2 separate regions of the Mus musculus genome follow, and region 1 is linked to region 2. Evidence: chromatin contacts called from public Hi-C data. All regions are on one chromosome and are shown on one strand. The core of a region is the stretch at or near the end of the contact, and the rest is flanking DNA. Distances in the headings are between cores, read along the strand shown.

Region 1 (5,480 bases), core at 113-2,612, 150 kb before region 2:
GAAGTCAAAAGGGAGAAAGGCTTGGGGGATGTTGCTGCCTGGACAGTGTGGAAGGGGCGTGCATGGGCACAGGAAGATGGGCAGGATGGGATGTAACAGTTCTGGCTCATTGTGGACAGGGTGTTTGAGAGTTTACAGTTCCACAGGCCGTTGCAGCTGACTGCTTTTTGGATCTGTATAAGTGAAAATGTGTGGGCCACATATCATAATGCTGGACCAGAATGCCATCAAAGGGACTGTTCTGTCTCTCTTGACCTGGCATGCCTCTTGCTGTTCCTAGTCTGTGGGTGTGCCACTTATTAACAGGCTACCCTCACGCAACGGGACAGACCCTCACAGGCAGAAGGTGAGTCTCCAAGCTGGAGCTTTCTTCTCAGCCATGGCTTTGAAGGCCTGTGTTGGTGTGTCTGGTTAAAACCACAGTGAGAGCTGGCAAGGGAGCCCATTGGGTAGGAAGCTTGCTGCCTAGCCTGGAAACTGAGATCAACTCGTGGGGCTCAGCCAATGGAAAGAGAAAACCGACTCTCTCTGACCTCCTGTCACATTCATACATGTGCACATGCATGCATGTGTGTGTGTGTGTATAAAATTAATTTTTAAAAATGAAAAGTATTAAGCCTCTCTGTGGAGAAACTCTCACTGCAGCAGAGCTTCTGCAGACTAAGCAGACGCCCTCCATGACCCCTCCTCCCCCACTAGGCTCGCCTGCCCTGGGCCGCTACCCTGTAGGGTCTCATCTTCTACTCTTGGTCCTTCTCCCAGCTTGCCTTGTCTCTTCCCTACTTTTCTTCCTCATCCTGTATAGAGACCTACCTTTCCAGATCCCAAACCACCTAAACCAACCCCTCCCCTTCAGTCCCCAATGGCACTTCTGATGTACGCTCCAAGCCCCAATGCAGTCTAGTCTCCTAAACAGATCTTGTCCTCCTTCCGGCTTCACCACTGCTCTGGCCACGCCCCCTCCCTCCTGGTGCGTTGGTGCAGTCTCAGTGAATCGAGAAAGGGTCAGGTGGTTTTCCTGAGCAGATGCAGGCTCTGTGTTGTATCTGTCTGTAGTTCCATCTGCAAGCCGGGTCTATCGAGCTGTGAGGTGTGTTATCGGGTAATGTCCCTTCAATGATTTGGGGACTAGCACCTTCGCTGACCCAGGTAAGGAATGGCAGACAAATCCTTGTTCCGGTCACAGTCACAGCTGCTCCTGACCCACATCTGCCATGGGTATTAATGCACCTGACGTTTTATTTCGATGAAGGAGCGTAAAATTCCAGTCCCTTTGCTGTGAAATCAATATTGTACAACCTGAACAGAGTCCACAGCCTTGCCTGTGGGAAACTGCAAAGTATGGAATGGGAGATCAATATGCACGCATGCGTGCCAGAGACCTGTGAGCGCAGAGCAAGGTCCCTGGGAGCCATGCCGTGTGTGTGTGTGTGTGTGTGTGTGTGTGTGTGTGTGTGTGTGTGTGTGGTGTGTGTGTGTGTGTCTGTGTGTGTGGTGTGTGTGTGTGTGTGTGTGTGTGTGTGTAACATATTCAGATGCAATTTTAGACACACATAGATTGTCCAAAAGCCTCTTGGGCCATGGGTCCAGCTGCTGCTCTGGCCTGTGGGATGCACTCTGAACCCCCAACACCTATTGCTCCCCATCTACACATCCGACATCACACAGTCCACAGCCGTGTCTTGGCACTCTCTGGCTCAGACCGTGGCTCCTGCTGCCCCTGCAGGGATCCAGTCCCACCCAGTCCCACCCTCACGCCCTCATCACACCATCTCTGCTGAAATCCCAGGTGGCTTCCCTGACTTGTCATCTGCCCCCAGATCCTCATGGCTTACGTTTGGGTCACCCCACAGATACTCTGCTCTGGGCACTGAGCTAGGAGCCCGGTAGGGGGTTAGTGGACATTTGTTGAAGGAATCGGTATGTATGTGTCTTGCCTGATGGTTAATGGCATAGAAATGGCCTTGGGCAGTGCCCCCACCCATCCAGCAGAGACTTGACTCAGCTGCTGGTTCAGGTTTCACTACAGGGGGATACACTTGTATAAGAAAAACTAATTTCAGCTAAGTCAGTGTCACGCAAAAACTGTTTCACAACAAAGGGACAGAATTTTCCTTTCCCTGGATTGCAATAAAACAACTCTTAGTCAACTAAAATAGTCACAGCAGAAACCGCCCAGGTCCTGCACACACTGTGCTCGTTCGGCCCCCAGATTGCTGGGCCTCCTGCCTCCTTGTACCCTCAAGACAACACAGCAAAATTGGGGGAAGAGCGTCAGGATTCCTCCCATTTGACTGGAGATGACAGCTGAGTGACATCCCTGCCTTGGGCACCTGTGGGAGGATGGCAGGCAACCATTCACCTGGTCCTGCTCCACCTCCCTACCCAGCAGTCCCCAGGGCTGACCCCACCCCCAGAGGTGCTGCCCTGTGTAGGCAGGTGGGTGGACTGCAGCACTCGCCATCGCCATCGTGTGAGGGCTGACCTGGGAGAGGAGGCAGGAAACACGAGATCATCCTGCCTGGTCTGGAGGCCTGGAGGCTTCAAAGGGCTGTTTACAGAGTTCTGTCCTCTATGGCCATCTGCCACCTGCTTCTGGCTCGGGTGTCACACAACATGACCGGTCGATTACAGCCCAGGTCCCCCAGACTGTCTCTGTAGATCTGCACCTTCCCAAAGCCAACCTGGCCTTTATGTCTGGATGCTACGATTAGACCTCCAAGGTATTCTGAAGTCATGCTGTGTCCAGCACCTAAGGTGACCCATGGGACAGGGAGGCTCTGAGGAAATTCTGGAGGCCGAGGGGGAGGTGAGGCTGGCATCCTCCCACCAGCTGCTCACAGAACACAAGAGAGATCGGCTGTGAGGAGACATCCTGGGCTTCTCAGGGAGAGCAGAGTTCAGTCCCTGCCCAAAGTGTTCCCACCCCACAGTGTTCCCATCCCACACTGTCCCTAACCCACAGTGTTTCCACCCTATGGTGCTCCCACCCCACAGTAATACCACCCCACAGTGCTTCCACCCTTTAGTGCTCCTACCCCCATGGTGCTCCCACTCCACGGTGTTCATACCCCACAGTGCTCCTTCCCCAGTGTTCCCACCTCACAGTGTTCCCACCCCACAGTGCTCCCACCTCACAGTGTTCCCACCCCACAGTGCTCCCACCTCACAGTGTTCCCACCCCACAGTGCTCCCACCTCACAGTGTTACCATCCTACAGTGCTTCCACCCCAGTGTCACCACCTCACAGTGCTCCCACCCATCAGTGTTCATACTCCACACTGCTCCCACTCCACAGTGCTCCTATCCCTCAGTGCTCCCACCTCACAGTGTTCCCATCTCACAGGGTTACTACCCTACAGTGTTACCACCCCACAGTGCTTCCACTCCAAGGTGTTCATACCACACAGTGCTCCTACCCTACGGTGCCCCTACCTCACAGTGTTCCCATTCTGCAGTGTTACTGTCCCACAGTGTTACCATCCCCACAGTGCTCCCACCCTACAGTGCTCCTACTCCATGGTGCTCCCACCTCACAGTGTTCCCACCCCACAGTGCTCCCACCTCACAGTGTTACCACCCCACAGTGCTCCCAACCCAGTGTCACCACCTTACAGTGCTCCCACCCATCAGTGTTCATATTCCACATTGCTCCCACTCCACAGTGCTCCTACCTCACAGTGTTCCCATCTCACAGGGTGACTACCCTACAATGTTCCCACCCCATAGTTCTCCTGCCTCACAGTGTTATCACACCAGTGTTCCCACCCCACAGTGCTTCCACTCCAAGGTGTTCATACCACACAGTGCTCCTACCCCACGGTGCTCCCACCTCACAGTGTTCCCACCCTACAGTGCTCCCACCTCACAGTGCTCCCACCCCTCAGTGTTTCCTCCCCACAGTGTTCCCACCCCACAATGCCCCTATCCCACAGTGAAGATGGGTAGATAAACCATCCTTTAAGAAACCCTGTCTCCCCAGCAGCAGAGCCTGCTTGCTAGTTCAACTCCAGTTTTGGGTCCCCTGGAGTTATGGCTTTTCTCTGTTAAAGTAGAGGACTTTTTTGGAAATTCTATTTACTTGTCCCACCACCTTCAAAGCAAGTTGTCAAACACATGGATCATGACAAGAGTGGGCACGGAGCAGAGCTCACTAACACACATCTGGCCTCTGACCTCTGACCCTCCCTTTGGCTGTCCCACCCCCCAGAGTCCTGTTCTGGGTTCTCTCTCGTGATTTCTCTCCCCACCAAGACAAGGAGCCGCAGGAACTGATGTGCATCCTCCTGGCCCCAGAGCCCAGCCATGTGAGGCGCATCCGCGGTGGAATTTTCTAGTGTGGGGGTCTGTCCAAGGCTGAGCTGGCCTGGCTTAGGGTTCCCACCCAGGGAAACAGTCTGTCTTCAGTGGCACCCGGTAGCATCCCTTCCCAGGTGATAGCAAACACTGCAGGCCTGGGTTACTCTCTGGCAAAGGTTCTGCTGGAACCAAGAAAATCGCTGCAGTCTGAGGCCGCTGTAAGTGCTTTCTGGTTTCTGCCGAGCTCTTAGCGGTAAGAGCTCACGTGATGGATGCTTGGCATTGACTCTCCTTCCAGAGCCAGGCATCGGTGACAGTATCTCACTTCAGCTCAATCAGGACAGGCTAACACAAGGTCAGTGTTCATAGCTCAGGGTTGCTGAAGGGGAGTAGATCTCATAATTAATTTTCCATGATTTTACAACCATGATTAATTACTGAGACATGATGAAATACACTAAAATTTTATTGGAAAAAATCATCTGGGCAGCTGAAGTCACCATGGTATTAGACTGGGGACTGTAGGCGCGAAGAGATCTGCGTTTAAATCCTAGATTCACCGTGTTCCTGCCAGGTGGCCCTGAAGAGGACTCCAACCCAAGGACATTTCATACCTGACAGTGTCACTTACTGAGGCAATCACTGACTGGAGAGGTCGCTCACCCAAAAGCTCAGTCACCCAAGAGGTCATTTCCCTGGGGAAAAGGTCACCTGCCAGTGGCCAGTCTCTCAGGCTGCAGCGAGGACTGCGGGTGACCTCACAAAGCCTCACTTCCAGCTAACGGCTTTTCCCATCTCACTTGTTTAAGAGAAGGTTTTGGGAACCTCCCAGGCCCTTCTGAGCAGAGCCTGGAATTTAGCAAGGTCCAGGTGGCTCGGGAGGTGTCCGAGAGTGGGTCTTCACAGAGCAGGAGGCACTGGTGTTGATGCTATCAGGAACTCACAAAGCTGTGGAGGTGGGGCACTATTCTCCCTCCCAGCAGTATTTCCCAGCTGCTGTGAGGTTTTCCAGTAGTTCTTGCCATTTGCGTGGAGTCGTTTTAATGTGTGTGTGTGTGTGTGTGTGTGTGTGTGTGTGTGTGTGTGTGTGTGTGTTCTCCCATCTGATCCTTCTCGGTGTTGTGCTATTGAGAAATAGATTCTGGGGAAGCTGCCTTCCACACAGACCTTTAGGAGCCGAG
Region 2 (5,390 bases), core at 961-3,460:
TCTGTGATACCCTGACAAAAGCAATGCCTACATGCCGGGGCTGTTCCGTTCCCCTGTCTGTCTGTTCAGGCCAGGATTCCAGCCAAGGGAATGGCGCCACCCACAGTGGGCAAGTTTTCCCACCTCATTTAAAGCAATGAGGATAATCCCCTCCACAGAGGTGGCCAAGTCAGTCTCCCAGGTGATCCTGGGTCTTGTAAAGGTGACAGTGGACACTGACTGTCATGGCAGCTGTGTGTTGTGCTTGCCTCTCTGCTCTCTCCTGCCATCACCTCCTTAAGGACAGTGACCAAACCATGGTCATACCCCTGTCCCTGATGCCCAGCACAGTGGGTGGCACCTAGGGAGCACTCGGTATAAATCTCCCGGTCCTCACCATCCTCCCATTTCTCCCGCCCCAGGATTACCTCACGGATCTCATCACCAATGACAGTGTGAGCTTCTTCCGAACATCCAAGAAGATGTACCCACACAGGCCCGTGCTCATGGTCATCAGCCACGCGGCTCCCCATGGCCCCGAGGACTCAGCACCCCAGTACTCACGGCTCTTCCCCAATGCGTCCCAGCACATGTAAGCCTCAGCCTCCACTGGGGGTGGGAGGGTCCGTCAGGGCTTAGGGACAATGGGACATCAGCAATGTAGTTGAACCTTCCTTAAAACATTCCTGGTTAAAGGGCCCAAAAGCTACCATGCCAGCACTTGAGAGGTCCGCCCAGGAGGGTCAAGAGTACAAGGCCAGCCTCAGCTATGTAGACAGTTGAGGCTAGCCTGGGCTATATGAGATGCTGTTTCAAAAAACAAATAGACATCAAGAGCAGGGAAAGGGGAAGCTATGTGGGGAGATGGTTCCGTTGCTAAGGCACACAAAGATCCTGGGAGACCGGCTGCTTATCAGGTGCAGCTCTGCGGCACAGACCAGCCAGCCTGTCCCTAGCCCCTGGCAGATGCCTTCTGGCTGGGATTCATCTCCTCCCACTCAGAAGCTCAGCATATCCCCTGTGAGCCTGTGTTTATGTCCGACGGAGCCTGTACAAAGTGTCTGAGAGGGGGAACTTAGGAGAGATTGACTTTTGTTCCCAGTTCAAGGATCCAGCCCATGATGGCTGGGAGGGCATGGTGGCCAGAGCAGGAGGCAGCTGGTCACATTGCATCTGCAGTCAGGACACAGAGATGAATGCTGACACTTTTATCCATCTGTCCGGGACCCTAGTCTATGGGGTGGTATTTCCCACATCCGGGCAGGTTCCTACCTCTTGAACCACCCTCACAGTCCTTAGGTGACGGCAAGTCCAGCCTGGGTGCCAACAAACACCATCACAGGGTCCACGGCTACACCAGCTACTGGCCGTGGAAAACCTCAGATCTTCATGGTGACCCTGGTGTACCAGTTCTCTGTTGCCACATAGCAAGTGACTCCAAAGTTTAACACCATTGAACAAACAGCAAACACACATCAGCTCATGACCCTGTGCTAGGAGCCTGGGTCAGTGAGCTGACGTCCTGACCCCGATCTTACTTCTAGCTGTATGGGCCTCTCCATCTTCAATCCAGAAAGAGAAAGAGGCAAAGATGGAAGCAACCATCCCATCTCCCTGCACAGGGCACACACCTCACTGTGCCATCAGAGAAGCCTGCATAGGAGTGTGAAGATCAAAAGAGGGTCATTAAGGCCACCTTTGATGCTGTCTCACTTAGTGTCCCCATTTTACAGACGAGGAAACACAGAGGTCACCCAGCTTCGATACCACAGAACCTGGATTCAAACCCAGCCCCCACCCAGGCTTCCCACCTCACCGCCACCCCGTTAGCTAGTACAGCTTTCTAGAAGATATTCTGGCTTTTCTCGGCCTCAGACTATACCTCAGGCTCAGCAGTGACACTCAGCAGCCCTTGCTGTGACATTCTGGGGTAGCAAGGACAGGGTAATTTGGACTCCTCCTTAATATCCAGGGTGTTTAATTTTCATTACGGTCAGAATGCGCCACCCTCCCCTCCCCCGGCTCAGCTCTAATGACTTCCTGACAGTGTGCCACCCTTGGAGGGATTACAGGGTATGTTAGCCTTCTGACCCCTGGACTTCTGGGAGGAGCAGACAGGAGATAATGAACCACATTTGGGGAGCAGTGGGCTACCCTCACCCTGAGAGCCCCATAGAGTGTCTGTCTGCCTGGCTGCCCTCACCCATTGCCCTCTACCCTCCTTCCCAGAGAGAGAGGCCAACAGTGCTCCATCCTGGGCCAAGTTCCTACCAGAGGGGTGTGACATGTGACACTGCCTGCTCCTGTACTGTCCCTTTGAAATGAAATTACAGACTCTGACAATGAATAGCAAGGGGCTTGCTTGTCCAGAGACTCTCCAGGCCACTATGGTGGCTCTGGGAGGCTCCTGCCCCTGGAAGACAGTGGCTCCTAACAGTTCTGCAGGATGGTAGCTGGTCCAGGAGAGGAAAATGGTGGCGTGCAGGGCCTTCTGGTAGGCATCTCTCCCTCACCAAGCCAGCCTGATCCATGCCCCTGGAGCAGACTTTTCGTGCTGTAACAAACATTACTGAGCTCATGACAGCCCTGCTCACTTCCCTCTGTCCTCCCAGTATGCCACACCCATGCAGACACGCTTTCAGATGCTGAAATATAGACGCGTAGGAACGTGGGGCACATAGCACATATACACAAACATACATGTTCAGACACATGCATGGGCACGTATAGATCCATGTACATGGCACATATATAGAGACACACCATACACATGCAGATAAATACAACAGTCACAAAAGAACTCACACAGAGACAAACACAGGTAAACGCAGTCAGACACACACCACCAAAACAACCACATGCACACACAAACACACAAGCACAAAGATACACAGAGCCATACATGACTAGGTGAACATACAGCTACAAAAGCTCACAGACCCGCACAGACATGTGCACATACACCTGGCAGCCCTCAGCACTTCTTCCAGCATGTGATATCTGGGAGCAAGACCTCCCAAGACCTGTGAAGACAGGGGCTGTGATGACATCACAGCCTGCTACTCTGAGGCTCATGGTATAAGGGGTCCCACTGGACGATATGAAGGAGGTCACCTCTGTGCATCACCTCGGGTAAGGAAAAGGGGTGGCCAACTGAAGGATCTTTGGGGACACCCAGACACTCTTCAGGTATTTGAGGAGCCCAGCCTGGGCCAGGTGACTAGCTGGCTGGCCCAGGTCCTGAGTTAGGACGCAGCTCTCTAGCTTCTGATTCCATAGTCTCCCAGAGTGAAAGGCTGACAGGAGTCACTCACTGGCTCCCATGGTCACCCTCCACACAAGAGCCTGCCAGACAGGCCTCCTAGTGAAGTCAAGGATAGCTATTGTATCCTGGTGTCTAAGCTGGGTCACAGGGAGTGACTTCCTCATAGTCCAGAAGACAGTGTGGCTCCACCACTACACAGGCAGCCCCGGCAGCCCCTTCTAGCTCCCTGAGACAAGGAGGCATGCTTCCAAGAATGTTCTACACACAGGTCATGCCCTAGGCCAGCCGCAAGGGACACGGGCATTTCTCATAATCAAAGACCATGTGTGCAGGGAGGGATTTAGCAGCAGGAAGCGGCCCAGAGCTGGGGAGCCTTGAGGCCCTGGCTTCCCCACAAGCACACAGTAGCAGTTTCCTAACTGTTGGACTGCTGCAAGCTACCATGGTGCCATCTCTGTACAAGACCTTTTGACATGTGACAGAGTACCGAGGTCCCTAGGTAGGGCCAGTGCCCAAGCTGGTACCAGGGAGAGCACTGGCTGTTCTGACAAGAAAACCCGCCCCTCCTCTGCCTCACACAGCCTCCCATCCCCCTCCTGACTCCACTCTGATTAGCCTGTCTGTCTCGAGCAAGAAACAACTCAACTGTTGGCTGTAATTTCAGCTTACTGGGGTAGGGGGTGGAACCTGAGGGGACTGGGTGCTCACATTTTGAGACCCAGTGGATGGCAGAGTGATGCCCTCTTCCGGTGGGTTAGGTTCAGATTTACAGTTTGTGTTTTTTTGTTTTGTTTTGGTTTTTGTTTTGTTTTGTTTTGTTTTGTTTTTTGTTTTTGTTTTCCCCAGAGAAGGTGTCCCTCTCTGTTCAAGCAAGCCTTGAACTCCTGATCTTCCCCACTTAGTTCAAAGAGCGACCCAATCACAACTGGAAGAATAATTGTGACAAAGAATCAAAAAACATGTCTTGTGTCCCAAAGGTGGACATTCTTGGAATGCGTGGGCCCTGCAGGCACAACTGTGACATACTTAATTTTTACACCTATTTCTTGCTGTCTCAAACCAAGACTTAATGCAAAGAGCTCACCTACCTGTAATCCTCCCTTTACCAGAGTGACAGCCACCTGTGTGCTCCAGGGCTGAGAAGTCAATAGATGCAATGCAGGGGTGGGAAGTGGACCTCCAGTTCTGGGCCTGAGAAGGCTCTCAACTGGAGCCTCTTTGAAAGGGTTGATAAATGAATACCAGAAAGTTTTCAAAGGAAGACTCATGCCAAGCTGCTGGCTTTCTGCACTTGGGGGAATTCATGTCCATTTAAGGCTCTGCCACCTCCTGAAGGTGGCTCCCTCCCATTTACACCTTAGACCAGTCCACTTGCCCCCAACTGGAGTGAGCTGTTCACGGCACTTGTCTTGACTGCCTTTGTTTGCCACCAGCACACCGAGTTACAACTATGCACCCAACCCAGACAAGCATTGGATCATGCGCTACACGGGACCCATGAAGCCCATTCACATGGAATTCACCAACATGCTACAACGAAAACGCCTACAGACCCTCATGTCTGTGGATGACTCCATGGAGACGGTAGGCTCCGCCCCTGCCCCGCCCCCTGGCAAGCCTCTGACCTAATCTGAAAATCTAAGTCAAAGAGCCAAACACTATGCCAACTTGGGAAAGGGGCTTGGAGCAATCCAGAGGGAAGGCTTTTGACTCCTGAAATTTTCCCATGAGTCTTTGCTGCTTGATGAAACCACAGTCTTTGCTGCTTGATGAAACCACAGCTGCTTTTCTTTCTTAAAAAAAAAAAGAAAGAGGGGGCTGATGAGATGGCTTATCGGTTAAGAGCACTGACTGCTCTTCTGGAGGTCCTGAGTTCAAATCCCAGCAACCACATGGTGGCTCACAACCACCCGTAATGAGATCTGAAGACAGCTACAGTACACTTACATATAATAAATAAATAATATCTTTAAAAGAAAGAAAGAAAGAAAGAAAGAAAGAAAGAAAGAAAGAAAGAAAGAAAGAAAGAAAGAAAGAAAGTCAGGCGTGGTGGCGCATGCCTTTAGTCCCAGCACTTGGGAGGCAGAGGCAGGCAGATTTCTGAGTTCGAGGCCAGCCTGGTCTACAGAGTGAGTTCCAGGACAGC

What was found. A called contact is a pair of places that touch in the nucleus more often than the background predicts.
Region 1: a contact with region 2 is called in a Hi-C map of liver, with 2.4 times the contacts expected there. The contact joins two enhancer-like sites. A contact is called at or near these places in 20 of 484 Hi-C or Micro-C datasets (the Ba/F3 cell line, the N1E-115 cell line, Sertoli cells and 9 more), 4 of 115 datasets of contacts at active chromatin or transcription factors (bone marrow-derived dendritic cells and embryonic stem cells) and 1 of 9 other capture datasets (embryonic stem cells).

What each region holds. Positions count from the first base shown.
Region 1 is chr2:166,242,458-166,247,937 of GRCm38.p6, reverse strand. No RefSeq gene overlaps it. Among named protein-coding and RNA genes, the nearest start is that of Gm11468, 29 kb to the left of the region's middle. Within about 2 kb of position 1,362, at least 18 of the 459 cell types and tissues checked have an H3K27ac peak or open chromatin away from gene starts, as enhancers often do. A contact at or near this core is called in liver, where this site is marked.
Region 2 is chr2:166,088,636-166,094,025 of GRCm38.p6, reverse strand. Sulf2 (sulfatase 2) reads left to right here. Exons shown (of 21, transcript NM_028072.5): 5 at 402-571; 6 at 4,678-4,828. Among named protein-coding and RNA genes, the nearest start is that of Gm52534, 29 kb to the left of the region's middle. Within about 2 kb of position 2,210, at least 24 of the 459 cell types and tissues checked have an H3K27ac peak or open chromatin away from gene starts, as enhancers often do. A contact at or near this core is called in liver, where this site is marked.